2 separate regions of the Rattus norvegicus genome follow, and region 2 is linked to region 1. The links are chromatin contacts, called in public Hi-C maps. All regions are on one chromosome and are shown on one strand. Each heading gives the region's core, a stretch centred on a gene start, on an enhancer-like site or on the middle of the called end of the contact. The rest is flanking DNA. Distances are from core to core; before and after follow the strand shown.

What was found. Hi-C and Micro-C count contacts between places; a contact is called where the count stands out from the background.
Region 2: a contact with region 1 is called in a Hi-C map of kidney, with 6 times the contacts expected there. The contact joins the enhancer-like site here to the promoter of Hoxd4 in region 1. A contact is called at or near these places in 12 of 12 Hi-C or Micro-C datasets (the A7r5 cell line, the Rat2 cell line, Schwann cells and 7 more).

What each region holds. Positions count from the first base shown.
Region 1 is chr3:80,017,963-80,025,443 of GRCr8, reverse strand. It overlaps Hoxd4 (homeo box D4), which reads right to left and starts at 3,558. Exons shown (of 6, transcript NM_001105885.2): 1 at 3,164-3,558. LOC120101573 (a long non-coding RNA gene) reads left to right here and starts at 3,001. Exons shown (of 2, transcript XR_005502242.2): 1 at 3,001-3,518; 2 at 5,214-5,309.
Region 2 is chr3:80,284,564-80,292,044 of GRCr8, reverse strand. No RefSeq gene overlaps it. Among named protein-coding and RNA genes, the nearest start is that of Mtx2, 150 kb to the right of the region's middle. Within about 2 kb of position 3,029, at least 4 of the 93 cell types and tissues checked have an H3K27ac peak or open chromatin away from gene starts, as enhancers often do.

The sequences.
Region 1 (7,481 bases), core at 2,309-4,808:
GAGGGACATGATGTATTTCTGAGGTGTGTGTGTGTGTGTGTGTGTGTGTGTGTGTGTGTGTGTGTGTGTGTGTACGCGCGCGCGCACGCGCCTGGAAAAGAAAAAATTCTACTCAACTACTCTCTCAATATTTGTAACCTATTTCTAATGTACAGACACATTAGGGTGGGGTGGTAAGTCTGAGATTGAAAGTAATTGTAGTCAAGGGTAAAGTAGTGGCTGTCTTTAGATGAAAGGCTGGAGGGAATGTTGAGCAGCAAATCCTAAGGAAGAGGCAATGGATCTGGTTATCTCCTCCGATCGCTCCCTCCCCCAATCTGTGCAGTGCTGGGTCAATCCCTGGGCAGGGCTATTTCACTGCACATGCGCTGGGCGTACGCAGCCCCGCACTGCAGAGGCTCAGAGCAATGCCCAGCCTCAAGCACAGTGCGGTGGGCTCCAGCAAGCACTACTCCAGCGCCTGGTTGTGGAGGGACTTGAAAATCCTACCTAAAAGAGGCAGGACACGTAGTTTCTTTTGCAGAAAAATCTGAATTAATGCCTCAATCAGTTTTTCTAGTTTGCTAGTCTGGTTGCTTTAAATCAACAAGATCTCCATGTTGCTCACGGACACTCTCAGCGTTGTATTCGGATCAGAATTTTCACATATGGGGTGCAGCTTCCCCCTGTCATCTGTTAATGTAGAGGGGGAACGCCACCCTGGGCTTAGAGGGCATAATTTCTCCTTTAGTTTTGCAAAGCTATCAAGTCTAGGAGATACTTTCCTTTGAGACAATGGTATCTATTTTTATCGTTTCCGAGAAAAAGTGCACCTAAATTGGACTTAAATCGGAATTCCGAATTCTTGGTTGCTTCTCCACAGTTTCCGGTGCCCCTGAGTACCCTCGCAAGCCTCCGCACTGCGACAAGGCCGTAAACACCTCTAACAGCTGCCTGCCAGCCCAGGGTGAAATACTGTCTTTGTTCCGGTTTCCCCTGCCTCTTGGGCTCAGAGAACAGAATTCTGGCAAAATACACGTTTTAGTAGAAAGATATGATAGGAAAAAGACGGTTGGTTTGAAGCCAGTTTTCTTGGCTACGTTTGCAATAGCGAACTTTGCTTTTTTTCCCCCCTAGTCTTTCTGGAGACTGCAGTCCCAGCTCTTGTGTCCACACAAGAAGCACCAAGGCCAGAACATTGGCTCCCCAGTCTATAAATAGAGCTTTGGACCTGGGACGCTGGGAGTTTGCCCACAAACCTCTGAGCTCTTAGGCTCCGAATAACCTTTACATTTCGTTTCTTTTTCTCTCTTTTTAATTTATTTTCTGTTGTTAGGTTCGCAGAGACAATGGAGGCAGTTATGGCGGTGCCAACCTCTTATCCTTTCCTTGTAGAGAAAATGTGCGATTTCCCAAACATTTATTTCTCAGGATGCAACCAACCATTTCTTTCCAATAAGCGTTTAATATGACCAGGAGGCTTACAAAGATACCCTTGACCCTCCATGTCTGTGCATGGCATCACCTTCCTCTACACCGTCAGAAAGAACCACGTTAGTCACCGAAGCAGACTGGGCTACCAAACCCAGGAAAAAACAGCTGAAACCCCAAATCTACAAGTTGGACAGCAGAACCTCAAGCCCATGGCCCCACCCAGCCTCAGAACTCCAAGTCCACCCCCAGCCCCACCCAGCCTCAGACCATCAAGTGTTTGAGCCCCACCCAACGTCAATGGACCTAACTAGCTGCAGGGCCTGTCAAGGGCTTGCTTTTCAAAAGGGAATGCCTCCTCTCACTATCAGAGGATGCTCTAGGTGTCAACGCTGTGTAGTGGGGAACTGCTTACAAGATACAGACACTCGGAATAAGATGAAAATAAAAACCAAAAACCCACTCCAGAGACAGTGAGCCCTCAGAGTTACTGACCCAGCACAATTCTGCAGACATCAACTGTTCCTCCATTTTGAAATGAGAGTGATTCTATCTTTAATTACTAAAAACACCTTTCTACAAATGTACCACCTATTGTTCCCAAATATTTGTACAGTCAACACTGTTATACTGGAGTGTTTGAGCAAACAATAAGAATTTGTGGATTAGGCATTTTGGGGAATGTAGCCCACCACCGTGTGCAGTCTCATACGCAATGCGGCAGATTGTCTAAGGTCTCAATGCTTCCCTGTGTGTTCACAAAGGAACAGAAAATAGGGGCTTCAAAATGCATCATCAAATATCATCCAAAATTCTGGGGAGGAAAACAACATTATGTCCTGCAATGGTTTTCTTTTTCTTTTTTTCCTGTGCGTTTTGGTTCAGTAGTTTCAAAGTAGGGAAAGATTGCTGTGTGGTGTTTATTGGAAAATGAAAAAAAAAAAAAAACCACAAGACATTTGGAAAGCAAAAAGATCTACTCTTTCACTACTCTGACAAATGAGAAACACACGCGATGTTTGAACTTCGAAATGTCTCGCATTTCTCAAATATCTATTGGTTTTATCCTAAAACCTGTACCAGATTTTCTGATATTACTTCCCATGACAAACATCCAATTCGTGACAGAAAAAAGTCCAAATTCACCTGACACACTATTGGATGTAGGAGGAACCTAGCTTGGGTTATTATCATTTTCTCCTTAAAAATTAGAGAAACGTTTGAAAATAACTACAGCGTCTTTATACACAAGGCCCAATAAACTTAGGTCCTAAAAATTGGCCTCACCCGTGAAACACACCCTGAATACACCGAAGCCGCCCCACCCCCACCCACGCCCCAATCCTCGAAAAACACCTGTTAACCTAGGGTAGCTCTGACCACCATCAAACCACAGAAACACAATATCCTATACATCCGAAACCCTTACTAACCCCCACCCCCAGCCATGCCAAGGAGTCCAGAGACCATTTGCACATTCTTCTCAGGGCGGATTGGGGGAGGGGTTCCAAGTCTGCGGGTTTCCAAGTCAAGAGATCTCTGGGGTGGAGGGCGGGGGGTGGGAACGAAGCAGTCCCCTATGCACTTTTGAGCCTAGCGAGACCCTACTTCGAGCCCCAAGGGACGTACATTAAGGACGGGGATGCAGAGAGCGATCCCCAGGCTCTTGGATAATGCAGGGAGCAGGGGAAGTGGCACCCATTGGCCAAGGCTGTGGTGGAGACAGCTCGGGCGCCAGTAGGGCGGCTCTTACCCGGAGGGTGCGGAGCTGCGGTCGGTCGGCCCGGGCCACCGCTGGGATCCATCCGGCGCTGCGGGGCTGCGCTTACCGTCGGCCGCAGGTTTGGGCTCATGTTGCTGAAGGGGTCCGGTGGGAAGTGCGCGGCCCGGGTCGCCTTGTGGAAGCAGGCGGTCGGCTCTCCGCAGGAGTGTGAGCGGCTGCGGGTGGCTCGGCGCCCGGGGCTCCTTCCGGGCTCCCCGCCGACTCCGGAGGCGGCCCTGATCGCGACCCGGGGCGAGGTGCCGTGGAGTCGCGGCGGGAGCCCAGGCCGCTGCGGACCACGCGATCCCGCAGCCGGCGACTAGAGCCCACCTCTGCAGAGACAAAGGTTAGAAAAAGAGGGGGTGAGGCTCTGGGAAAGCAGAATGCGGGGGCAAATTCGCCTGGGAAATCAGGAAAAAGGCCGTGAAGGCGAGCGGCGCCTGCACATGACCAGCCGCAGCCAATGACGACCGCAAATAGGTCATAAAAAGGTCTATTACCAAGTTGTAAATTTTCTTCAAACAAAAAGGAATTTACTGCAATTCCTTGCGGATTTTGCACATACAGCTCGCAAGCGCCATGTTTTCCTGTTCTCTTTTTCTCCTCATTCTCCTCTCTCTCCTTACTACCACTCCTCTTTTTTATCTTGCTTCTTTCCCTTTCCTTTCTCTTCGGAATCCCTTTCTTCTCTCTCTCTCTCTCTCTCTCTCTCTCTCTCTCTCTCTCTCTCTCTCTCTCTCTCTCTCTCTCTCTTCCCTCGCTGTGTCTTTCTGTCACACACACACACACACACACACACACACACACACACACACACACACACAACCAGAAACACACACCTCTTCTAGGAATTACTAGGCATTTTTGTTTTGTTTTGGCTCGAAACGTCTGTGCAATTGTCCGCCATGTGGGAGAAAAATAAGCAAGCAGTGCTCAAGCTCCGAGGATGTCATCCCACAGCGCCCCCCCCCCCCAGTCCCACTCCCCCTCACCCCACGTTGGTCACTTGGCTTCTCTCTTCTGTTCCCTCACAAAAACACTCGTCCAGAAGGAAAGTCGGGCACTCTCAGTTTTTACCCATTCATTTCAGGAAAGTCACATCCCAATAATTTGCCCAGAAAACAGGGCCGCATAGGCCGAGAGAGAGAGAGAGAGAGAGAGAGAGAGAGAGAGAGAGAGAGAGAGAGAGAGAGAGAGAGAGAGAGAGAGAACATTCATTACCCTCTTGGCTCCAACCTAAATTCGGGTCCCTCCCACCTCCTGCGGGTTTCTGTGGTGGGGGAGCAACCACCCATCCCAAGGGCTGTTAATAGTTTGGGATACTTGTCTACCTCTCTGAAATACCATTTTGAGCACCCACTGTTGGGTTTTTAATCTATTAACCCCCTCCCCCTAAATTCCTTACTCTCACTTTAGGTCCTAAGATCAATCTCGCTTATTGGGGAAGTTAATACTAATCCTCTGTGCTCTTCCTTCAATCATTGCAGCCCCTTGTCCCCATGTTTGATTACTGAAAAATGTCTAATGAAGTTCTGCGAAGAAAAGGGGTTTTCTCTGTTCTTGAAAAGAAGAACATCTAGGAAAAAAATATCTTCCTCAAAGGTTGAAGTCATCTCACCTTTGTATTATTGTCAGTGGGAAGCTCCCTGGAGAGCCCCACCCGAAAGTCAATGCTGTCGTGGGTTCCTCTCATGGGCACTGCTGACCAAGCCTGCCTGGAAGGGGCCACCACCCTGCTCAGTCTTTTCAGAACAATCTAGCAAGATGTTTCTAAGTATCTGCATGAGATGCTGAAGCTCTCTCTCAGAAACATCTTTACGCCCTGTAAGTAGCTAGTGGAAGTGAACTTATTTAAGTAGGAAACTCTGACATCCTTTTGTGCAGGCCATTTGTGTCCAAGAGAACGTTCTGATGACCTTGGATGATTTTAACGAAAGGCTTTCTGCCACCATCTGTCAGCAAACTTCTTAGTCCTTGAAAAGGCCAGTGGGCCCTAATTTTTCTAGTCCACTAAAAAATGTTTTTCTCTTTGCCTTTCCAGGCATCCAAGGTTTCAGCAAACACCAAAGATATGGAGGACAGACACTGGATGTGAATTCTTAAGCCGTGAATTAAACAATGTTATTGCACATGTAAATGGACAAGCTGATGTTTATTCCCTGGTCTATATATATGGACGTGGGTAAAGAGATTGTTCAATTTTAAAACATCCGAAAAACTAATCTCAGTTTGCCTCAATATCTTCTGCCTTCTGTCCAAAGAAAAGCAGAGCTTACCGCTTGCCTTTTCAGCCCGGGGAAATGAGGGATGGGAAGAGACTGCAGAGAGGCAGCCATTTTGCACTGTTTGTCTGCTGTGCAGAAGCACACTCCGTGCAGTACCACTCAGAAAATGGTATCCTTGAATTGACTTTTCTCTAAAAAGGAGTAACCACCACACCCTCTTTTTGTATTTCTTAGTCACTCAGAAGGCTCTTCTGTTTTAGCCCGTCTTCACATTGAGGGGCTTTTAATTTTCCTGTAATAGGTTTACAGACCTCTCTAGGTCTTCTCTCGGGATAGAAAAGCCCACCTGGTTTTGCCAGGTCTCTGAAAGTTTATGTAAATTTATGCAGCAAAAACAAAAGTTCGTTTCTCACTGCAGTGCTTCACTGTTTACAGATCTGAACCAATCAGAAAAGCATCTTGCTTGCTCCCCTAGCTTCTCTCTCTTCTGAGACACCATGGGGGGGGGGGGTCCAGTCTCCTGAAGAGGAAGAGAGGAGTGGGGTAGGGAAATTCCTCAAGGTCTTTATTGGGAAAACCTATGCTCTTTGGTAGCTGCAGAAGCATCCATTTCTGCATTTATTATCAACATTTTCTGTATGTGGGAATCTATGTGTGTGTGTCCAAATTTATACTTCAAAGCAGCATTTGTACTTGAGCTGGAATGTGACTATGGTTTAGGGGTTAGTGTAGCCCCAAACTAAGATTCATCTGCAGAGCAGTTGTCTGTCAGAATTTCAAAGATGTGACTCCCCCCCCCCCCCCCCGGAGCTGGGGACCGAACCCAGGGCCTTGCGCTTCCTAGGCAAGCGCTCTACCACTGAGCTAAATCCCCAACCCAAGATGTGACGTTTTTACCTTACTTTTCTCTCCTTGATTTCTGTTCCCACTCATCCACTTAGTAGGTCCTTTTGCTAATGGAATCTTGCCCAATTTTATCGTTTGAAGAGTGATATTTGAGGGGGGGCATTCTTGAGTTGGAGATAACAATTTTTAAATTTATTGATTTTATTCTACGTATAGAAATGTTTTGGCAGCATAAATGTGAGTGCACCACACTCCATTCCCTGGAATTATACATGGTTGTGAGTCACCACATGGATGCTAAGAACTGGAACCTTGGTCTTCTGCAAGAGCAACAAGTGCTCTTAACTGCTGAGCCATCTCTCTAGCCCCAAAGATAGTAAAGTCCCTTTAAAGTCCCTTAAATCAAAAGCAGTTGGAGTTCCGACCAACCCAGCGCTGGTCTTCAGGTAGTTTATACCTAAGGCGGCTTCCCAGCTAGACTCTCAGCCTGAGGCTGCCTTGCTCTCAGCTTACACAGAGAGCGATTGGTTCAGGCAGTATACAAGAGCAAAAATCCCCAAATCCAACACTGGCCTCTGCAGCTGTCTGCTCTGTACAAATGTTTAAGCCTTGGCCACTCCTGACTTAAATCGTCTTTCCGGGCTTAGGCTGACAAATGTCACAGCCGTGGCCTCTTTTCTGGGTGGAGAGCCAGGTGGTGACTTGCCTTTAACCCAGCTAGTACCAATCTTATTGCTATCCACAAGATAGCAGACAAACCACCCACTAACACCTACATGGCAGTGAACCTGGTTCAAAACTGAAGACTCTTTTTTTTACTGATGTAATAGAAACCTGTCTGGATATTAACAATAAGGCAAAAACTACACCTGTCAAAGTAAATGTGGCTAGAAAAAGCAGCCAGCTCTCAATGTCTACTTTAAGATGTTTCCATTTTCTTCCCCATGAGAAATAATATATAAATATACTTGTTTCTCCTTTCCTTCCCTTCTTTTCTCTTCCCCCCAATCCCATATAAAAAGGCAGCTGCATGAACAGCCCTAAATGGGAGATGGATATCATGTTAATAATAGATGCCAAGCCCCAGCTTCAACTAGGACCTTTTGGAATCAAGCTATGGTGTAACCTGGACTCTGGGTCATCAGGCCTACGGCTTGACTTGATTCCTTTTGAAGTTCAAAGCTGTCACAGTATCATGCCAGAATTATTTAATGAAAGAAGTGTGGATAGTCAGCCCA
Region 2 (7,481 bases), core at 1,780-4,279, 270 kb before region 1:
CTGTTTATTGTCCTTTGTTCTGTGTTTACATTTTCTAAAAGGCTGCAGGAAAGAAACACTTGAAAGCCAGAAAGTATGAGTCCTAGTATGTTGGCCCCCTTCTCTCTTTATGATGTCTTTTTGAGATGGTCTCTGTATTGCCCAACTCTGAGAAAAGTCACTGCGAAGTCTTGAATCCCCTATACTTACCCAACAGTAACCTGGCAGAGTTAGGAATGAGTTTTCCTTCTCTGATTACAATTGGGCCACAGAGGTGTCCAATGATGTAATAAAATCATCTCCCAGCTAGGGTCTCAAAGTCAAGCCTCCTGACAGAAGTCCTATGGTCATGTTCATGGGCCACCCCTACTAGGCCACCAAACCCTTCATCCAGGTATCAACCACTCCCACAGACTTGTGGTTCCCAGGTTACTATTGTCTTTATTGAGGATAAGGAAGGCCTTGGTTGGTTGACAGTGAGTCCCATTTGTTCTATTTCTGTTTCTAAGAGATGACCATGGAATCTTTGTCTTCCTGATCCTGGAGATCTTACACTTGTGACAGGGGACATCCTCCATGTCAGGATTCTATCCCTTCTAACCGTTTCTCTTGCCGCCATTTTTCCCACCTGGATAATACAATGCCCTCCTATCAGTTCCCTGACCTCTCCCTCCTCTTCACTCCAGTCTATTCTTATCCACACAGTTCCTTTGAAACCCAAGTCAGACTGTGTCACCACCATGCTCAAAACTCTCCAGATTAGCCATCAAATCAAAACCAAATGGGACACCACTTTACACCCACGCGGATGGCTACAATCAAAGAGACAGACATCACACATGCTGGTCAAGCAGTGGAGAAATGGGAATCTTCATCCACTCCTGGGGATGCAAAACATGCAGCCGCTTTAGAGCATCCGGGTCCTCAAACTGCTCAACCTTTTTCACATCTGCTTCTCACCTAGGAGTGGAATTTCTGGCTGAGCCCCACCCAAGAGCTCACCAACAACCTACTTGGGAGGTTTTAACTCAAAAAAATCCAACTCCTAGTGGGGACTGGAAGTAGAAACACAAAAGATTGTTTCCTGCTAGATGACTCGGACAAGTAAAGGCTAGCTTGCCCTGATGACCTGAGTTCGATCCCTGGAGCCCTCAGTGGAAGGGAGAGAAACCTGGTTCTAGGAAGCTGTCATTTCATTTCCACTCATAAATATACCAAAAGCCACAGAATTACACACTTTCGCAGATGAATTGTATGGCATGTGACTCCTATCAATTAAGCTATCATTTAGCCAACATGTAGCTCAGAGAACAACTGATCCTCACAAGTGTTCCCTGACCTCCACGCGCATGCACACATACACACGAGTGCACCCCCACACACGTGAACGAATGGAAAAACCAATAGTAGTCATGAAGAACTCTAAATCCTGGACTTTCTTGAATATATGAAAGAAAAACAAGTGGTAACTCAAAAAGTCTACATCAACAACCTGATGACCACAGATCTGGATACCCGCCATCGCATGCTAAGTGGCAGAATTGAGTCCATTAAATATGAATGTACTTCCTGGTCTGGATGGTGGTTCAGCTGTATTGCTAACTATGGGACTTCAGACAAGCTACTTGTCTATTTAGAGCCTCGGTTTCCTCTTCTGCAACAGAGAGATCTTGACAGTCCTCCCTCAAAGGACTACTGTGAAGATGAGATAGACACCATGCAAACATCCACAAATTATCAACAGCGATAGAAACAGGGGTCCAGAAAGGAAGGAGCCAGACTGTGGGCAGAGCTCAGTGGTAGCATTTTTGTCTCCAATATACAAGTCCCTGGGCTTAAGTCCCAGCACCAAAACAAAGTGACTTCTGCAGATCTAGGAAGGAGGTAGCCCATATACGAGCATATAAGGGAGGCTGTAGCTACCCATGGTTCTTGGAACTAGACCATCAGGAGTTGTGATGCTGAAGAGAACACTCCCTAGCTTTAGGAATTTGTTTGAGTTACTTCTCATTAGCGTCATCTCTTAATCCCTACTGTATGCTGTGGGGGGTGTGCTGAGAGTCAGTAGAAGTACTAGTGTGCCAGATGTGTTCAGTAGGTAACCTCCACTGGTGGTGGGTGTCATTCAAGTCCTTATACTCCAAGGGAGCTGTGCCTAGCACTCTTCAAACTATGCGTAATGGGAGATGAGCATCCACACTACAATGCTCTCTTCAAAAGCCCACGGCGTCTCGCACTAGTTTCCTGGAGAATCTCCCTGAAGTTAAAGCTGGATACCATGTACAGGATATTAGAAAGCTCTCTAGAGAGCCTCAGTGTCTCTACAGAGAGCTTAGGAGATGGAGAGTCCAACCTTTAAGCAAATTGTAGCCCTCCATAGGCTGATATCTACGATTCGAACAGTATTCATGTCTGTCTGGATTCAACGAGACACTGAGGACGTGATAACTCCCGGAAGAGGAGGAAGGCAACAGGCGATAAGCATCAAGAACTTGCCTTTGGTCTCAGGAGGTTGAAGTCACTGGAGTTGCCTTTTCAGCCCTTGTCATTCCTCTCACATGTCCTAGTAGAACTCTATCACAGACTTCTCATCACTTCCGTGAGTCTAAGACTTTGGCGTGCACCAAAAAGACCCAGAACGTTTGCAAAAACACCATTGAGTGGGTCCTACCTAGAGTTTCTTACATAGTAGCTGTGGGATGGGGAGTGCAGTCAGTTTCCCAGGTGAGACACTGCCGGGCTGAGGAAAGCACCTGCCTAACTGAAGGTTGTTTTGAAAAACACAATGGCGGTTTAGTCTGCCTTCCCCTTTAAAAGAACCCTGACAGTAGTCGAGCCTTCCCAATAAAGTTCAGTACACACAGCTTGGAAAGTTCCTTAGGGTGGACCCTCAGAAAGGCACTGAGTCAGGAGCTGATGGCTTGCAGCTGCTCTGATGAAACATCCTATAATCAGAGGCTGCTTGTCTTCGGCAGACCTCCCTTAGCACAAAGGATTCCCAACCCAGCTGCCTGCTCCTAGTATCCTGGAGCAAAGCCACAACTGGTCCCTAGGCTGCTTCCCTAATGCTGCTAGGAACCCGTGGGTGTGGTGACGACCTGGGACCTCTTTGGTGGACTTCCGCCTCTCAGTGGACTTCTGCCATCTCCAGATTTCCTCCCAGAACCGGTCTCCACTGTCTTGAGGGAAACTGCTGGAGGTTTGGTTACCATGGCAACCGATCCTCTTTCCAAGGGGAATCCTGGTGTGTGATTTGATGGGTGGGCTACACCATTTCCCCAAATAACAACTATTTTACCGGGAGGAAATCCTTCTTTTTGCAGTAATATTTTTTTTTCTTTTTCTATCCAAGGACCTCATTTTACATGGCAAACAATCTTTGGAAGAGTGTGAATTCCCTTATCAAATGAAGCCTGTACCAGCCAGCAGCAGAGGACGGTCAGCCTTCACCCACAAAGGGAGGGACACGGACAACAGCAATTTTACCTCCATCCAATTGTACTGAAGTCCTGCTTGAGGGTACGGGGGTGGGGGTGGCTTACTAGGGGATAGAAGGAGGGTGACTGAGACCACATATATCTATACACACGCACACACACACACAGTATATATATATACATATATATGTATATATATATAGTGGTTCATTGAAATCCTATGATCAAAAGTTAAAGACCAGGAATGATAGCCCCATGCCTTACTTCCACTTGGCACAAAACAGCTGGAATGTCCTTTAAGATTGGAGTCCTACTGCATGGGGTCATGTGTTGATATTCATGGCAATTGTACCTTTGTGGTACTTTTTTTTTTTTTTTAATTTTTGCTGTCATCTATTTTAAGACCTTGAATCGAGTTACACATAAAAGAACTAGGCCCAGGATGTTTGGGGGAATTAACAGATGATATTTAGCAAGCATTTGGATGGGTCATAAGAAAACATCTGCAGAGAATCTGAGTTGGCACTGGGAAAGGCAGCTGCTTTAGGTTACGAACTGAACTGAGCCTCGAGGTGACGCAATTGAAGGGACCTCCAGCAGGGGGCACCCTTTTGCAGTAAACTCTGTGGCCTTTATATATAGCTTTGCTCCTCACCAGCCGACCTTACGCATAATTGGCATTTTGATTTCTCTAACCCTCTGCTTCTTCCTTCAAAGCAGACACTCCCCTCCGAGAAATCTTCCTCCCATCTCTAATGAAAATGAACATTTTGATGGGAGGCGGCTCTTGTGACAAGGATTAAAAGCAAAATCTGAAGAAAAAAGAAAAGACAGTCAATGAAATTAAATGTGGGTTGTGAGGAAGGTTGAACGCATGACCACAAAAGTTAAAAGATGGTCTTGCCTGCTTTCGTGGCCAACTGAAAAAGCACAAGGAATTCCTAGACCGTCTCATAAAAGCCTGAACCAACTGCGCACATGGGCGTGCACATAGGCGGCAGTATTAAAGTGGCCCTCTGTTTTAACTTCTCCAGGATGAACAGTGTCACTTGACAGTGTGGGTATGTGTGGGAAAGACCCTCTTTTCTCCAGCCTGTGAATAATTAAAACAAGTAGCCCACTCATTATTCAAAACAATTAGCCCCATTTTATACAGGCCTAAAACATCTTTAAAACAAATAAATTAGGAGCATACAGAATGGTGCCCTGGAACCCAGAATCAGTAATCTGAGGCTCACAATGGCTCTATTGTAATCTCTTGCCTCAGACTCCCCAATACTGAGATTACAGGCAGGCACAACTACACCTAACTAAATATTTTAAATAACGTATGTATTTTTTTTTCTTTCAAATACGATTAGACGGTTTAGCTCCTTGCATTATGCTTCACAGCTCAGAAGACACATTTGGGCAGTGTTCTCATTTAAAACTCCGCTATGGATTTTTCATTTGATAGGTGGGTGGGTTTTTTTTTTTTCATTTTCTTATAAAGATTTTCTTGCTGGGCTGACTATTGCATAGCCAGCTCTTGCTGCCTACAAGGTTTCACTCTACACTATTTCAGGAACATTTGAAAAGCTAATTGAATTATTAATCAAACTCTCATAAAAGCCGAGTGGTTTCTCACACTGTCCTGGGCACTGTGAAAATGGTAAGTTCTCTGAGCAGGGGCCTCTACTCTCTTGTGTTATCACACAGTGATAAATTAAAGCAGAGTCAGAATTAGAACCCAGGAAGACTGAAGCTTAAATCCAAATACTTCACCAACTGCTGTATCCCCCTCTTCTCTCTCTGTCTCTCTCTGTCTCTGTCTCTGTCTCTCTGTCTCTCTCTGTCTCTGTCTCTCTCTGTCTCTGTCTCTCTCTCTCGTGTGTGTGTGTGTGTGTGTGTGTGTGTGTGTGTGTACTAGTAGTAGTAGTATCCAAATTCACCTAGTATATCAAATGTCTCTGGTACTCATTAGATGCTCGACAGAAATTGGTAGTGAGAGGAGATTGCTGGTCGTGTATATACTGACTCTCAACACCCATTTATGGAGGCAGCGAGCACCAGAATTCAAGCATTTCCAGCCGTCTCGACCACGGCCTATAAACCTCGCTGAGTCAGTTTCCTCACCCTCAGCACTCTTTCTCCATCTCAGGATCATTCTTGTAGAATCTGCATCGCAGGGTCATGATCTGGATGAGGTCTTTGAAAGATTAGCTCTGTGTAGATTGTGTTGGAAGACGGCGATTCTTGTTTCCGTTTCATTTAGACCCATTTTCCGTAGGGACTTAGTCTGTGGTATCCTAAGAGCAAAATCTTCTCAACCAGTCCCCCAAGTGAGGTCAAACAAGAAGCAAGTTCAACTCTTTCTTGAGAGACACACAGAAACATTTGATGATCAATATCGATCCAGGGAGGGGGTGAAAGGAAAACAAAGATTGAGTGTGCTATTAGAAAATCGGTTATGGGCTGAAATCTGCAAGGTTTACAGAGCTTCGAGTTCGATATTCCACCTCCAGAGCCAACATTCTTTAATGTGTGCAAGAGGAAGCCATACAGTCTGCCCTTGAGACCCGCGGAACAAAGAGATGGTAAGGGGAGGCTCAAATGGACCAGGCTCTGGACAACAGCAATGGAGTAGGTTAGCCCCTTCCTTCCCCTTTCCCTTGCCCCTCTCATCCCCCCACCCCCAGTTCATCACTTCTTCCTGCAGTGTTCTCACCCACTCACTGAACCTCCTGGAACAGAGGTGGCATGGGGGAAAGGCTGCCAGTCGGCTTCACAGAACGACCAGAGCCATCACTGCCCGAGGTGGGCGCCATTTCCTCAGATCACTACAGATAAGTAAAGTCCTCCAGGAAGTTCCACTCGTGTGCTGTCCTTGGGGTTCTCGTGGCCATATAGTCAAGTTTCAAGTGAGACTTTAACAGCCTTCTTCCTCACTTCTTGAGGGTTTCTCCCCAGTCCAACAGAAATGTACACTAATTAGAATCAAAGTACTCCAAAAGATACAAATGAAAAACTAGGCCTTGAAGGCATTAGAAATGAGAGGAGTTCCAGAGCTCTCTAAGGACCTCCCCACCATCCCAGAAACTGCTCTATGGTAGGTGGTCTTGTACTTAAACATCTCAGAGTCCCTCAAAAAGCAATTGAAGATTTTTTTATCAAAATGATTAAGAGATAAAACTCAGACAATTTATTATCCAATCCAAGTCTTCACATTTCGAGGTTACAGTGTGTGCCTACACTGGGCTCAGAGCCACAGAGGATGATGCATGGCTTTTGTTGTTGTTTATGTTTGTTTTATTTTCCTTCAGGGAAGTCTTGATCTGTGGAGGAGAAACAGGAGACTGCCCTCCATATAGTGTGTAGAACATACTAAGGACACGTCAATACTGGAGGTCTCATAACCTAGATGAGGATGTCCTGGGAGAAGCCATGTAAACCACTCATCCTTTTTAACCCAGTGGATTAGAATTAGAGGGCAGGAGATGGTTCTACACATCTTGTTGATCTCTTCCAAACGGGATTTTCAATTCGTCAAAACACGAAGTATAATGGATCATGGAAATGTCAGGAGGAAGGCTTATTGATAGGAAAGCCATGAGAGGTGTTAGGGGCCACACTAAAGTAATTCCAGCTTCCAAGTGTAAGGAAACAGCCGAAATAGAGGTTCGAGAGTAACATCAGACCAGAATCTGAAAACATTGTTCTGTCTATGGACAGCAGCCTTCTGCATGCTGGGGTAAAAGGAGAGACCATTCCCTGGGTTCACTCCACCTCTCTATCCCCAACAGGAGCATTTGCTTTCCTCATGGTCCAAACCTCCAGGTGAAACAGGACCACACGTTATTTGCAGCCTCTCTCGAAGACATAAGAAGTAGCATCCATATTCCTTCTCCTGGAATTAGGACTGGATGTAGATTCACGTTGACCGAGACCATTTGGCAGATCTGAGCAAGCCCAGGCCACTGGCAGTCTTGAAGCTTCCATGTTCACCCTGTTGAAGCCACCAGCGGCACTGAGCTGCAGAGCAGCATTTTGGGGATATAAAAACCCAAACAGAAAGAGGAGATGAAC